Linked DNA regions of Mus musculus: regions 1 and 3 are each linked to region 2. A link is a contact called in public HiCAR-type and promoter capture Hi-C data. All regions are on one chromosome and are shown on one strand. Each heading gives the region's core, a stretch centred on a gene start, on an enhancer-like site or on the middle of the called end of the contact. The rest is flanking DNA. Distances are from core to core; before and after follow the strand shown. Region 1 holds the start of 4930452A19Rik (RIKEN cDNA 4930452A19 gene). Region 2 holds the start of Agpat4 (1-acylglycerol-3-phosphate O-acyltransferase 4 (lysophosphatidic acid acyltransferase, delta)). Region 3 holds the start of 6530411M01Rik (RIKEN cDNA 6530411M01 gene).

Region 1 (4,748 bases), core at 1,879-4,378, 2.3 Mb before region 2:
GCATGAAAATCACTGTCCTTGACCTGCTGTGTGTTTGGACTGTCCGTGTTCACAACTCTGCTTCCCTTCATACAAAGATATACAAGGTATTTATATAAATAATATATATTCTAATATATTAGAGATTTAGATTCCCAGCCCTATTTTTGCAAGATATTTTATAAAGAACGGAAGAGACTTTGTGACTATTTTCCATAGTTTTAGGGATAGTTATATGATTCTTTTCCTTAGATCTAACTATGATATATCAATATTCCTGATCAGCCATGGTGGAATGAATACACCTATAATCCCAGCACTCAAGAGGCAGAGGATAGGGGGACTGGGTCAAGTTGAAGGCCAGTATGGTCTACACATAGAGAACCTATCTCAAAAATCAATCAATAAATGAATGAATAAATGAATAAATATTCTTTTCTAATATGAATCAAATTTTCACAGTGAGTGACTTTGGATTTTCCCATCAGTGCTGACAAATGGGCTTGATCCACCATCTCTTGAGGGTCCCCCATTGTCTGTGGACATGACTCAGGCCTCCTAAAACTGATCTGGACATGCCCTTGCATCTGTTTCCTGGAACAGCACTTCCATGTGCACAACATCCCCTCGGACTCTGTATTCTCTAAGGAGTGGCACCTGGCACACATTTCTATTTCTCCTGCAGAACCTGTCTAAATATGTTATATCTATTAGGGGTCATTCTAGTAAACTTCACTGGACTGGGAAATGATCCTCAGGCTTTCCAAAGTTACCCACATCAAGGTGCATGGATGCTCATTGACGCTACCTGCATCCATGTGCTCGCGTGCTCATCTAAGTTTCCGGCATAGACGTGCACAGATGCTCATTGAAGCTATCTGAATCAATGTGTGCGGATGCTCACCTAGGATTTTCTTGGCTCTCCCTGGTCTCAGGCGCTCTTTATTCTTTTGTTTTGTAAAATCTTATCCATGTTTTCTATGTTTAAATTAACTAACACTTTTTTCTATTCACATTTTAAGAACACTTTCTCCTTACTAACATAATCTAGCACTGTCTCTACCATTCTGTCATTCTGTCACCTCTTCCTACCCTTCCTGTCATTGACCATTCTTGGTTGTTCTGTTTCTGTTTCTACTTTGATATTTTGTTTCCTTCTATTGTTTGAGGAAGATTAGGCTTCTGTCTCTTGCTGTGTAGCTCAGGCTAACCACAAACTCTTGCCTCTCTTGCCACACTGGACCCCACCCTTTCTGGAATCACACTGTGTACACAATCACCGCTTCCTCTTTCAACTTCTAGCTTTTTGTCCCAATTGCTTCCTTTCCATGTCTTTTCACGTCTTTAGATGCTTCCTTGAATCTCTTCAATTAAGTTCTCATTGTTAATCACAGCTCATTTCTGTTTCTCAGGTTGTTTTGTTTTCTTTTGAACTATATTTACTAATGTGTAAGCGTGTGTCTCTGGTTGTGTGCACAGGGGTTTTAGGTGCCTACAGAGGGCAGAGATGTTTGATTTCCTTGAAGCCAGAGTTCCAGGAGATTAAGAGTTGCCTGATGTAGGGGCTGGGACTTGAACTTGGGTTCTCTGAAGTGTAGCACATTTTCATAACCTCTGAGCCATTTCTCCAACCCTCGTAGCTTCTTTTCACTTTATCAGTTTCTATGTGCTAATTCCAGTATTCTGTTTTCTCCAGATGGGCTCGCAGAGCACAATTTGTGTTTTCTATTCTCCTTCCTCAACGGGGCAAGGTTCCTGCTTAAAATGTAGTTTTCTATCCATCTGTTGTCCTCTGGGTGGTTTTCTTAGTGGTTCTCAAGGTGGGAGAGACATATTGGTACACACCCTACTCTCATCTCCATTGCTCCTGTTTCTTTCTTTCCTCTCTGGCATGCCCCTGGTGGGCACCAGATCCCCTTATTCATACTATCCACAACATGAGAAAGTAGCATCTCAGAGGCCACAGCCCCCAATGGTGTTCAAGTCTCAATCCCTTCCCTGAGGCCAGTGTTCCAAACAGCAGGAAAGAAGGGCTTCTGGGGAGATGGCCTTGTCCATGCCATCCTGTCTTCCTGAGCCTTCCCAGCAGACCCTAGCCCTGAACCTAGCAACTTCTAGGGTTGGCAAGAGTGCAGGTAGAATCTGGTTACTTCTCTTCTTACATACTGCTCTGTAGGTCGGGCCGTCCTGCGTCTTCCGGGAAGTTGAATGTGTGATTCATGGGTGAAAACTCTAAGAGGAAGCAGCTGCACAGGGGTCACATGCTCTGCTCCCCCATACTCCCCAGAAGATTCCTCTCTTCTCCTTGACGGGTCCATCTTTCATGTTCTGTGCAGCAGGATCTAAGCTCCTGGAAGACCTGAGGTCAGACTTTAACAAAGGCAGAAGTGTGAGCACCAGGACGCAGCCATATTCAAAGGGGCTGGGAATAGACATCCCTGGGGAGTCCCTTGAAAATTAACTGAAACAGGGTTTGTGACAATAAACACCTGCCATGTTGTGCATTCTTTAAAATGTCACCACTTTATCCAGCTACTAGAAAACATCTTTCCGGGCTTCCCTGGGGACATACTTGACCCAACCTACTGGCTCTTTCAGGGGATATTCTAAGAACTTACATGGCAGGGATTTAACACCTACTTAGCCCAAAGCCAGCCTTCTTTTCAAAGCTGAATTGGCAAATCTGGAACAGGAAAGCACTAAACAATAAACAGGCATTTTCCTACAGACACAGAGACGGAAGCTAACAGAGCAGGCGCAGGCATTCTAATGCTGGGCATGCCATCTGTCTTTGCCTCTGCGCTTTTTGCGAATGTGGAGACAACTGAGCACTCTTCCAAAAGTGGACCCTGTCCTAAAGTAATATTTCTAGTTCAGGGGTCCTTAGTCACTGTGAACTTTTTCTCTTCACCCTGTCAGTGTAGAGTCCCACAAGCAGCAAGTGGGCCCATCAAGCTAATAATAGAAAAACCATTTTCTGACTTCCTTCCTCTTAGTTGCTCCATGATCCACCCTCCCCACTAGTACCCCAATCCACCTCAGTCCTCAGGACTTGCCTCTGGCTCTCAACAGCAGCAATGACTGCGTCTCAGTGAAAAGAGGAGATGGATAAAATATTACCCTAACCTCAGCGGCATGAGTAAAGCCCTTATTAGAATTCGGAGCCTACAGCTGGAACTTCCAGCATAGGACAGGAGATAAAGTTCCGTATTGTTAGCTCACAAGTGGCTTGGACTTCCTGGCAAGGGCAGGGAATTCCTCAGTCATTTATGCAAGTTTTCAGAAACGCTCCACTGTTCCCCAACAAAAAAAGCATTCAGGGTGAGAGTGGGGGCTCCCCCACCAGACCTGGAGAGTGGCTTTGGGGACTTGAATGGACGCTTCGTCCGGTGTCAATGGTCTCTGTGGGAAAGGCAGTGATGTCACCGCAAATGCATCTAGGGTTTTGCTAGGCCACCCTTACTTGCTACCCACTTCCTCCGTTGTTGTCTGACTTTCTCTCCTTTTCTTTTCCTCTCTCTCTCTCTCTCTCTCTCTCTCTCTCTCTCTCTCTCTCTCTCTCTCCCTCCCTCCCTCCCTCCCTACCTCTCTCCCTCCCTCCCTCCATCTCTTTCTCCCTCCCTCCCTTCTTCCCTCCCTCCTGCCCTCCCCGCTTCCTCTTCCTTTTAGCTTCTTTGAGGCCAGTACTTCCCTGCAAGTGCAGCTCAAATCCAAAGGCCCCCATCAGTGTTGTTGCCATGGCAATGCCAGCCTCCTACACGGTCTTCTTTTCTCTTTTCTTTCTTTTTGGCATAAAAAGTAAAAGAGGCTTGAAAGCAAGGGCAAGAATGAGAAGGGAACAGAGCCAGTTTGGCCCTGCTCGGTGTCCATGCTGGATGAGAAAAGACTGAAGCAAATGAGGGATAAAAAAAAAAAAAAAAAAAAAAAAAAAAAAAAATGACGGGACCCGCAAGTGAGACACAGCAGAAGCCTTTGAGGAGCAAAGTGTACTCTTTCACTTTCAAAGCTTCAAAACAGTCCAGACCTCTGCTTGAGGCAGCACAAGAGATGGATGAGCCAACGGACAACAGAAGAGTAAAGAAGTTGCCACAGGAACTAGGGTCCTACTTGCAAAACTGCATCCAATCCCAACATTTAGAGGCAGCTCCATCAGAACTCCGCCCTATCCTCAGAAGGGAAGGAGAGAGGAGAGCTTTAAAGGGGCTTTCATCTCTGCGAAGAGAGAATACTACCATGTGTGCTCGGATGTCCAGAATGCCAGCTCTACTGTAACCTGGCTGCAGAAACCAGTTCCAAAGGTGTCTGCTGTGTCTCCTCATCCATTGCCACTAACGCTACAAAGACGGTGACATCAGAAATCCCAGGATTTTCTCCCTCAGGGGACACAGTCTTACTTTAAACCTTCCAAAAGATCAGAAACATGTCATTTCTAGTACGCCTCCCCTACATTCCTCAAGAGTTGGGTAAAGCAACTTGAATCACTATTGATTCCTTCCAAGCCAGAGCTGTTAGGTGAAAAGTCAGACTGTCCACTCTGCATTCCCTGAACCACATGTTCCAGTCTGCTTTGCAGGCACCTTCTTGATGTCATCTGCCACCTGATCTACCTCCTGAATCTTTGGCCACAGGCAGTGACCCTTTCCTTCCTTCCTTCCCAAATAGCTAATCAGCTGTGGAGAAAGCATCCTGTCTCCAAAGGGTGGCCCAGACATATGAGACTCTGTGTCCTTGAAAGGTTCAAATACTAAATGCACAGAATAAAATGTTCC
Region 2 (4,630 bases), core at 1,569-4,068:
ATTTTGGAAACTTTAGGATTTTTAGGTTAGGGATTGTCAGCCTGAATTGTCTTCTTTGCAATAATTCTTGCTGTCATGATGGAAATAGCGCCCCATCCCCCTTAGAGTCTGAAATGAAGGAAGAGACTCTGCTGACCACTCCGCCCTCTTCCCTTTGCCTGTTCTTTGACCAAGGTGGAGCCCCTATCCACTGGAGACCTTGTGTCCATGCAGTATCACGATTGTTTACACGTCTCTTTCCCTTCTGAGATTGAGTGCTACCCCATTTGTTTTTGTGGCTTGGATTCCCAAGAGATATTTGCTGAGCTGAACTGTTAGATTATGACAGAAATGTTTATAACCCTCTGTGAATATAGACACAGGAGGCAGAGTCTAATTGCGACTCTTAAATAAAACGCCTAGAATTCAACCCACCAATACCTTCCCATCCCTCAGATAGGTTTCTAAGATCATGAGCTCTTAGCAATATTGGCTAACAGACAAGGCCTTAGCAATAGTAAGGATCAGAATTGAATCGTAATAATGAAATAAAAACATTAAATATTGAGCTTGGGGCAAGAGCTGCAATTGTCAAATTTTTAATTTCCTGCTGTTTTTACCAAAATCACTCACTGTAACTATAATCAGTGTAATGTAAATTTATGGAAGACTCAGATATTATTGTTATTGTTTGTTTGTTTGTTTGTTTGTTTGTTTGTTTGTTTTTTGAGATGGTTTTTCTGTATAATCCTGGCTGTCCTGGAACTAGTTTGTTTGTTTTTTGAGATGGTTTTTCTGTACAATCCTGGCTGTCCTGGAACTAGCTCTGTAGATCAGGCTGGTCTGAAACTCAGAGATCCATCCACCTGTCTCTGCCTTCTGAGCGCTGAGACTCCAGGCATGTTCCACAACATCCAGCAACAAGTCTCAAATTCTAAAATTAAATTTCCACCCAAAATGCCACTATGAAAAAAAAATTAACTATCTGGAAAGTATTTTTGGAAAACTCATTGATTCCCGTCAACAATAAAATCACAAAATATGGGCTGGTGAGATGGCTCAGCGGTTAAGAGCACTGGCTACTCTTCCAAAGGTCCTGAGTTCAAATCCCAGCAACCACATGGTGGCTCACAACCATCTCTAATGAAATCTGATGCCCTCTTCTGGAGTGTGGAAGACAGCTACAGTGTACTCACATATAATAAATAAATAAATCTTAAAAAAAATAAATAAAATGGTATGGTCAATGTTTAAAAAAAGTCACAAAATATAACTTGAAAAGTTATAAGAGAGAATTTTACTGGGGAGAGGGGGTGCTGAGACCATTTCTCTATGTGGCCAGAGGGGATTGAATGTTCTAGAAGCTAGAGTTAACAAGAACAAGAACTTAAATATTACATTGGATTCCAAGAACAAAAATTCGGAGTAATTTATGTTATGTGTGTGTGTGTGTGTGTGTGTGTGTGTGTGTGTGTATATGCGTGCGCGCGTGTGTACTTATGTGAGTTTATGTGCACCACATTCATGCAGGTGCCCCTGGCCAACATCAGAGAGTGATGGATTCCGTAGAGTTAAAGGCAATTGTGAGCTGCCAGGTGCCTGAAACTGAACCCTGACTTATTCAAGAGCGGTAAGCACTCTTAAACCCGGAGCCACCTCATCTCTCCAGTACTTATAGGAAACTCTTTACTAACAACTTTTATAGCCCTTGCTAGCCGTTCAAGTTAATTTTTACACCCCACAAATGGGCTTTCGGTTTGGATTCTTCCTTATGCCCTCCACCCTCACTCCATTTGGCTTTGCTCCTCTCACATTCTAGATGATCTTCAGGATGTCAAAGTCCAAACCCTTTTCCTGCTTCTTGAGTACCTTCTTCTTGGCTCCTGTCTGCAGGGCAAGCTATTTGCCGTGCTTCTGCAGCCTGGAGGAGGAACTTCTCAGTACTGCTCGCGCTAGAAAGTAGAGCGACCACGGGGCATTCTTTCTGTAAATATGTAAACATCTGCGACAGTGTCTTGAACAGCCCGTATTTGAAGGGCACTTTAGGCACCCAGAGATTGAATTCACCTTTCCAGGAATGTCACAGACCTGGCCTTTGCGCACTTCCAACACCGCCCCCCCCCCGCCCCCTTAAAGTTTCAGGACTCTGTTCGGTTAATCTGCTCAGACCCTTGCTAACTTAACAAGAGTGTAAATGTCATGTGCATGTGTGTGTTGCCTGCTTGTGCGCACTAGCATGAGTAGGCAGTCCTGGCACCCGCTGGCACCCAGCTTTGGAAGGAGAGCATCCATCCACAGGAGCTCCGGGCATCCTAGGTCTGTTGGTCCTAGTCTCGGGAACGCTGGGCGTGATCTTGGAAGGGGCTTCCGGGCTGGCGGAGTGGTGGCCAGGAGAGGTGAGCAAGGCACTAGAGTGCGCGGGCTTCAGCTTTCATCCTGTTTTCCCCCCACCCCCACCCCCAAACGAAATGGCACAGGGGACTTGGGGCGTGGGGGGGGGGGCAATTTCCAGGGCAGGAGGCCGAGGTTTCTCAGGCTGTTTGCACGGGGATGCAACAGGGCTCTTGAGCTGGGCGAGTGGCGGCAGGCCACTGGGATGGCTTTGTTATCCACGCGGGTGACTACTCGATCCCAATCCCCATCTGGCTCCAACAGGAGGCCGAGCTGGACACTTCTTTACACTCATTGGAAGGAGAGGGTGACTCATGTTACACGGGGTCCGAGCTTCCCTCCCAGTAGCTGCTAAGTCGTAGCTTTAAAAGGAAGTGACATGGGTGGGGAGAGACGTCAGCCGAGGACCACCTTTTTTTCCCTTCCCGAAGGGTCCACCCCTTTGGGTGGAGTCTCGCTTTTTCTTTCCAGTGTTGGCTGACTTACAGCTTCTCTAAAGTAGAGGCAGTTTCTGAACCTCAGGCTCCTGCCTCGCAGTTCTGGCTTGTGAGCACCAATGCAAAGAACTGCCCGGAGCGAGGTAGGTGGTGTTGGTACGATTACCAGGCACCTTCTCCTGGGGTGTGGCGTGTGATGATCGGATGCCCTTCTCTGGCAGGGGTCCCTCTGCTCGGCTGGTTTCCTAGTACTTTGGAAGGGATAGGCTCGGAGCGGGATGCTGGTGGGGTTGGAGCGAATGATGCGGGGGTGGGGGTGGGGGCAGAGGGAGGAGCACCGGGGCTCCGCGACCACTGCTTTGTGCCAGATTGTGAGGAGCTTTCTGGGGGCTCTGCGAGCAGCCCTCCCAGGGTGGAAGCATTTTCTTGGCTACCGTGAAGGTGTAGCGATGGCTCCTGTTACATATACGGGCTCTCTTTTCGTGCAACACGTTCTTCTGTCTCTGGTGTTTCTATGACAACCACAAAAATATACTCCACAAAAATACAGTCCCAATCTAAATTGATTTATTTGTATTTCCTTCCTGGGCTTGGCCTGGCTGGGCCTCGCTGGAACGCAACGTGACTCTGTAGATACCCCCTCCTCTCGTTTTCATTTTGGTTTTTCCCTATCGCAGGAGGGCTGGGGGAGGGGAGTTGTCAAGGAAACAGGCATTTGTAATCACCGCTTTATTTACTTAAATTTAAGCTTCTGGGTTCTCCATCATATGTCGGGATTTTTAAAGGGAGTTCTTTTATGTTTTTGAAGCTTTCCAGTATTAAGGGCAGCTTTTAGAAACTTAACTAATTTCTTAAGACATGATATTGAACAAACTAAGAGGGGCAGGGGGATTTAACTCTTTATAGGAGGATACTGCATTGAAATAAAGTGTTGCAAAGTACCTGATAATTCACACTGGTAAATATGTTATCAGCTGTTCAGGCTCACCCACAAGTCTAAACATGTATAAAACGAGTCTTGGCTCTATTCTGAACTTCATTTAGCCACAAATCAAAGTTCAGTTAGCATAAGAAATGCTAACTACCCAGCTGGGTCTCTAGGGTATTGTTCTGTGGTGCTCTCACCTGGATTACCCAGTGTTTACCCTCTAGTCTTTCCAAACCTGGCACGGATCTGCTCATCTGAAGTTATCACTCAGCATCTCCTACTGGGGGGAAAAAGTTATCTCAAGAGGAGGGAAACGTAGTGTGGATGTGTGCATGTGTGTCTCTGTATATCGGGGGTGGGTGGGTAAGGTTCCTTTTGAGAAAAACAATTAAGACTCCCAAGTTAGAGGTATGATATCCTTCTGGTGCAACGTAGGGAGGAAAAAACAAACCTTCAGAAGAAAACTAAGACACGAGAGGAAATTATCACCTACCCAGTAATAAGCAGAGGTGGACAAAACTTGATACAAATAATTCATTGCTTAGAAGGCAGGCCCATTAGTGGTTTTGGGTGCTGCTTATATTCAGTACCTCTGAAGCAAGCCTGATAATGGACCCTCTTCTAATGTGCATGCCCAGTACCAGAATTCCTTCCTTATTGGTACCAATATAGAGTCCTGTATTACTGAGATTATCTGTGGTAAGAATTTAAAAGGCCTCAGGTTACTTTCAGGTTATTAAAGCCCAATCATAGCTTGGAACCCTAGCCTCTTGGCTACGTGGAAGCGGGAAGAACCAGTAGTTTCTAGAATGTTCTTTATCTCACTACTGTTATTTATCTCGGTCTTAAAAACTGACCATAGTTCCAGAGATTTTAAGCATTTCAGATACAAAAG
Region 3 (4,712 bases), core at 2,097-4,596, 3.0 Mb before region 2:
GCAAAGCTTAAACCCTCCATCTCTTAACAGGATATGATGAGCTGCCACACAGGCCCGAACCTCATTGGCAGTCTTTACTGCTTATGAAACCTGGGAGGGAAAGGGGGCCTTGTGACTCTGCAAAGCTTCAGAGACTTCCTGAGTGCTAAGCAGCCTCCGCTTAGAGCATTCCTAGTCGGAACGAGCTTCTCTCCTGGATGGAATGTTTCATCCCGGAGGTCACTGAGACTCAACAGACTCAGACAATTGTCTTCTCGCCATCCCTCTGTTGTGGATGCTGTCATGTGATTAGAACATGCCTCCTAGCTCACTGTGTAGCTAGGAGTCTCATGGTCTTTACAACCTGCTTGCAACTTGAGATGACCATCATGAAAGGTAGATCTGGAAATATTACTGTCCTATTTTGAGTGGCAGGCCTAAAATCATGAATCATATATGTATACACACACACACACACACACACACACACGTATATATATCTTTTATAAGCAAGGGTATATTTACATGTTAAGATTCACAGATACTTCATATATGTATGTATTAATTCTATTTTATATAGGTATTACTTATATATTTATTTTGTATATCAACATTTTTAGGAGGAAAGTGAATTATAAGAGATGTAGATCAATATAAGTTTTATATATGTTAAGCTGAACATAAAGTCTGTAGTCTCGCTCCTTTTCTTTTCTTTTCTTCTTCTCTTTTTTTATTGACTAAGTTATTTATTCACTTTATATCCTGATCACCGCTTTCCTCCCTCCTTTCCTCTTAGTCCCTTTCTCTCCCCTCCTCTCCCCCACCATCCCTTCTCCCTTTCTCTCCAGAAAATGGGAGGCCTTCCATGGACATCAAACAGCCTCAGTCTATCAAGAGGGTTTGCAGTAAGTCTAGGCGCACCCTCTTCCATTGAGGCAGCCCAGTCAGAGGAAAGGCATCCAAAGACAGGCAATGTATTCAGAGATAGACCCTGCTCCTGCATTAGGAGTTCCAACATGAAGACCCAGCTACACAATAGTTACATACATGTAGGGAGCCTAAGTCCACCCCATACATACTCTCTGGTTGGCAGTTTAGTCTCCACGAGCCCCAGTGGGCCCAGGTGAGTTCACTCTGTAGGTTTTCTTGTTCAACCTGACATTTCTATTAGTGATTCTCAGAGGTGGCCTAATTTGATGGCTGAACACAGTTTGGATCCAAACACATCCTGGAGCAAAGTTGTAACTAAAAGTGCAAGCTGAACAGCCTGAGCCTCCATCCCTCCTTTTCCTGGCAGTGACAAGGTCTGTGATGTGTGCCAGGCACCATGGAATGAGTAAGACACCGGCAGAGCTTGGTGTTAACACTGTCTGCTATGACCTACCACTTTTATGTTTGTTTCTTTATTGTTCTTTGAGTTCTATCATATTTGACTTCACTTTCAAAACATTAGTGAACCCAGCAGAGCACACACTTCCCAGAGCCTCTGAGTTTTGCTCTGTTTTCTAGGATTTCTTGATCCACAGTCATCACAGCGGGGCTCCATTCCTGTTTCTTCCCATCATGGAGAACAGGGAGAGCTTATTTTTCTCTATAAATTATTTTTTTTTCTAAATCAAATCTACAAAGATTAAAAGATGTAATGAACATTAATAGCGGTTCAGCGCGTCAGTGTTTTATAGTCTGGGGACGGTCAAATTATTTGTTTATCTTTTGCTGCTGTGTTGTTTGGTTTTCAAACATGGTCTCAAATCTTAAAACAGACTAACCTGAAAGTTACTGGTCATCCAGGCTGACCTTTAACTGTGAGGCATTCACTTCTCTTAACTGGGTGAGTCCTGGAATTACCACGAGGCTTGTATCACCATGCTTACTCCATTCATTTTGTGAAAGCATTTTGATTATACATATACAACACACTCACACATACAGAACACACACATCTATATACATATATACACACATGTAAGTATGTGTATATATATTCATATACACATACACATATTAACCATTATGGTATTAATACAGGTGCTATCATTTCTACTGCTGAGAACGGAGCCCAGAAAAATATGAATATAGACCAATATTAAAATATAGATAAACTTATTATCCTTATATCTAAATATTATCTACACATACACATTCACACATGCACACTACTCCATAAGAAATGGCAGCCATTTAAAGGTAATATGTGAGATGCTTTATGAAAAAATATAGACACAGCCCATGCATCAACATTCCTCATACATGTATATGTACATAATCAAGGAGTTTACGTGAAAAATGCAAAATACAGAAAATACTGCTCTGGGTGGGTTTCATCTAGAATCCTTTTGCGTTCACACATTTCTCTAATTTCACATCGTATGATTCTGATAACAAAACAAAGGATAGACTCATTTCAGAAGCACCATTTTAGAAAAAGGTCATCTGCTCTGATAATTCTGTTCAGAAATGAACGGGGTCGGGGGTTTGGGGGTGTGGCCCACATGACACATTTCTAGGGCTCTTTTGTGCTTGATTTTGTCCCTCTGAGACAGCACAGTGGGCAGAGGAGCCCAAAGGGAACAGGCACAGCACACTCAGAGTTCCCCTCCCCCACTTTGCTCTCTGAAACTCTGCAGCCAACCTTATTGAATTCCTCGTAGCGATCCTGCCCAGTGCCCCGCTGTGGCCCAGCTGCTTTCCGGCACCCTCTCTGATAACAGAGAGAGGGCGCCCCACACCTGCTTCTGAGACTGGCTCCTTAGGGATGTTACTGTTGCCTCCTGGATCCTGTGCATGCTTGAGAAGGATCCCCGGAACGAGACATTATTATTTTCTCTTTTCTTCGCGGAAAAGAGGCTAAAAATAGGCACAGAAGCACCTTACAGCCTCCAGGCTAGTGGCTGGAAAGTCACCGTTCAGAGGTTAACGCGCCAGCATTAAGACAAAGTAAAGTAGCGAGCGCTCGCGATGTCACGGACTTGCAGAGTAAATAGGGGAGACAGGCTGCTCTGACGTGCTGAATTTATGAACTTTACTGTTCTGCTCCACCCAGAGCGCTCCCCTGCACTCATGGGATGCTGTTGCTGCATTTGCAAGCCACTGTCTCTTTCACCTCTGAGGCGCTGCATTTGCAAGCCACTGTCTTTCACCTCTGAGGCCTGGGAACCACAGCTCCCCTGGGGTCGCTCCTTGCATGGCTTCCGGAGCCTCCAGGGATCTTCAGGTCTCTCCAGGAACAATGCTGTGAGCCCGAAACTGCATTGTCTCAGCCGGATGTTTTGAGGAGGATCCAGGGCACGTTTGCCAGCTTCTAAACAGCATAGCACAACAGCCCCGCTTCTGTGAGTCTCTGCTTTGTGAATCTGCTTTCTGGACTTGTCCTTGCTCAGCACCCAAATTAGCTTAACAAGCTACGGAAATCTCAGCTCGACCTGGAGGCAGCAGTGGCAAGACAGAAACAGAGCTCCGAATCAATTGGCCAGAGGCGTGGGGGGTGGGGGAAGACAAAAGAAACATTGTGTCAAATTTATTTTCTGTACTCTTGGGATTGCAAGGAGAGCCTGAAAATGCTCACAGCGAGAGTGACTAGGGCCGGCTTGGATTTTTAGCTAAAATAAACCATATTCATGTCAAACTGCAAAGGGCACATTGGTTTACCGCGCGAGGGCAAAGAAGACAAACGGCGAAGTAGCGGCATCAAATAATGATCTGAAATTTACCACGGGTTCGCTCGGTACATCCTTCCCTAACTCGTGTATATTTCATTTAAATGTATCCATCAGTTTAAATAGGGCACTAGGTCCGTCCCGCCCTCCACCTGTGCTCTCAATGTTTCTCTGCGTGTCTGCCAGTTTGTGGGATGCCTGCAGCTAAGATGAATCAGAATACAAAGAGAGGGCTGACAGGTTCGTGTATGCCCAAGGTGAGCTGTGACCTAAAATGAGACTAGTTCTAAGGAAAGATGGATCACATGTGTCATGCATGCTGGACCAGCAGATGGCAGCAGAGCTCTGGGCTCCCACCACAGTGAAACTCCGTTCCCTCATCAGAGTGGTCCTATGTGCCCTCTGTGTCACTGACCCCAGAACAACATCTTTGATTTATAATCATACATGACTAGCATCTATCCCTTTTACTACAAATCTATGACATTAATTCAGAGGTCACCATTCTCTGAATGGGACATCCTGCTTACATAAAAAAGAAAAATAAAGTTTAAAGGCGTGGGGGAAATCACAGAACAAAATAGGGGGTATGTGTGTTTCCCCCGTCTTTGAGCTTCTTAGTCTATATTACCCCACAACCAAAACACAATATGTTGGTTGAAAGTGTTTTTTTTGCAACTAGTTCCTAGCATGAGGAAGCATAAGCCTTTAATTTCATCATCTGGGAAACAGAGACAGGAAGATGTCTGTGAGCTCAAGGCCAGCCTGGTTTGCATAATGAGTTCTGGGTCAGCCAGGTACAAAATGAGACCCTGTCTAACAACAAACAAACAAACAAACAACTCTTGCTTGGTTGACCATTCACAATCTCCCCATATTTAATAAAAATTTACCCCCAGAACTATTTTGAAATACCCTCTAACATAATATGATTAGAGATAGTGCCCAGAGCCAAATTTCACTTTGTCCTTAAAACCGCAGTCAGAGATTCTCCAGGTCTTCCCAGCTGTATTTTAATGGTTTAATGATTTTTCAAAGTAGAGGAGTTTGGGAAATTATAGGATTTAACAAATTGAT

What was found. HiCAR-type assays count read pairs that join an accessible place to other places. Capture Hi-C pulls out chosen DNA fragments and counts their contacts.
Region 1: a contact with region 2 is called in a promoter capture Hi-C map of adipose tissue, with 7 times the contacts expected there. The contact joins the promoter of 4930452A19Rik here to the promoter of Agpat4 in region 2. A contact is called at or near these places in 2 of 39 promoter capture datasets (cranial neural crest and hippocampal neurons) and 1 of 9 other capture datasets (adipose tissue).
Region 3: a HiCAR-type map of astrocytes shows a contact between it and region 2, with 5 times the contacts expected there. The contact joins the promoter of 6530411M01Rik here to the promoter of Agpat4 in region 2. A contact is called at or near these places in 2 of 39 promoter capture datasets (hippocampal neurons and liver), 1 of 115 datasets of contacts at active chromatin or transcription factors (astrocytes) and 1 of 9 other capture datasets (liver).

What each region holds. Positions count from the first base shown.
Region 1 is chr17:9,772,738-9,777,485 of GRCm38.p6, forward strand. 4930452A19Rik (RIKEN cDNA 4930452A19 gene) reads right to left here and starts at 3,129. Exons shown (of 4, transcript NR_045433.1): 1 at 3,106-3,129; 2 at 2,142-2,349.
Region 2 is chr17:12,116,466-12,121,095 of GRCm38.p6, forward strand. It overlaps Agpat4 (1-acylglycerol-3-phosphate O-acyltransferase 4 (lysophosphatidic acid acyltransferase, delta)), which reads left to right and starts at 2,819. Exons shown (of 9, transcript NM_026644.2): 1 at 2,819-2,950.
Region 3 is chr17:9,164,676-9,169,387 of GRCm38.p6, forward strand. 6530411M01Rik (RIKEN cDNA 6530411M01 gene) reads right to left here and starts at 3,347. Exons shown (of 3, transcript NR_027881.1): 1 at 2,612-3,347. It overlaps Gm52287 (a long non-coding RNA gene), which reads left to right. Exons shown (of 2, transcript XR_003952250.1): 2 at 31-4,712.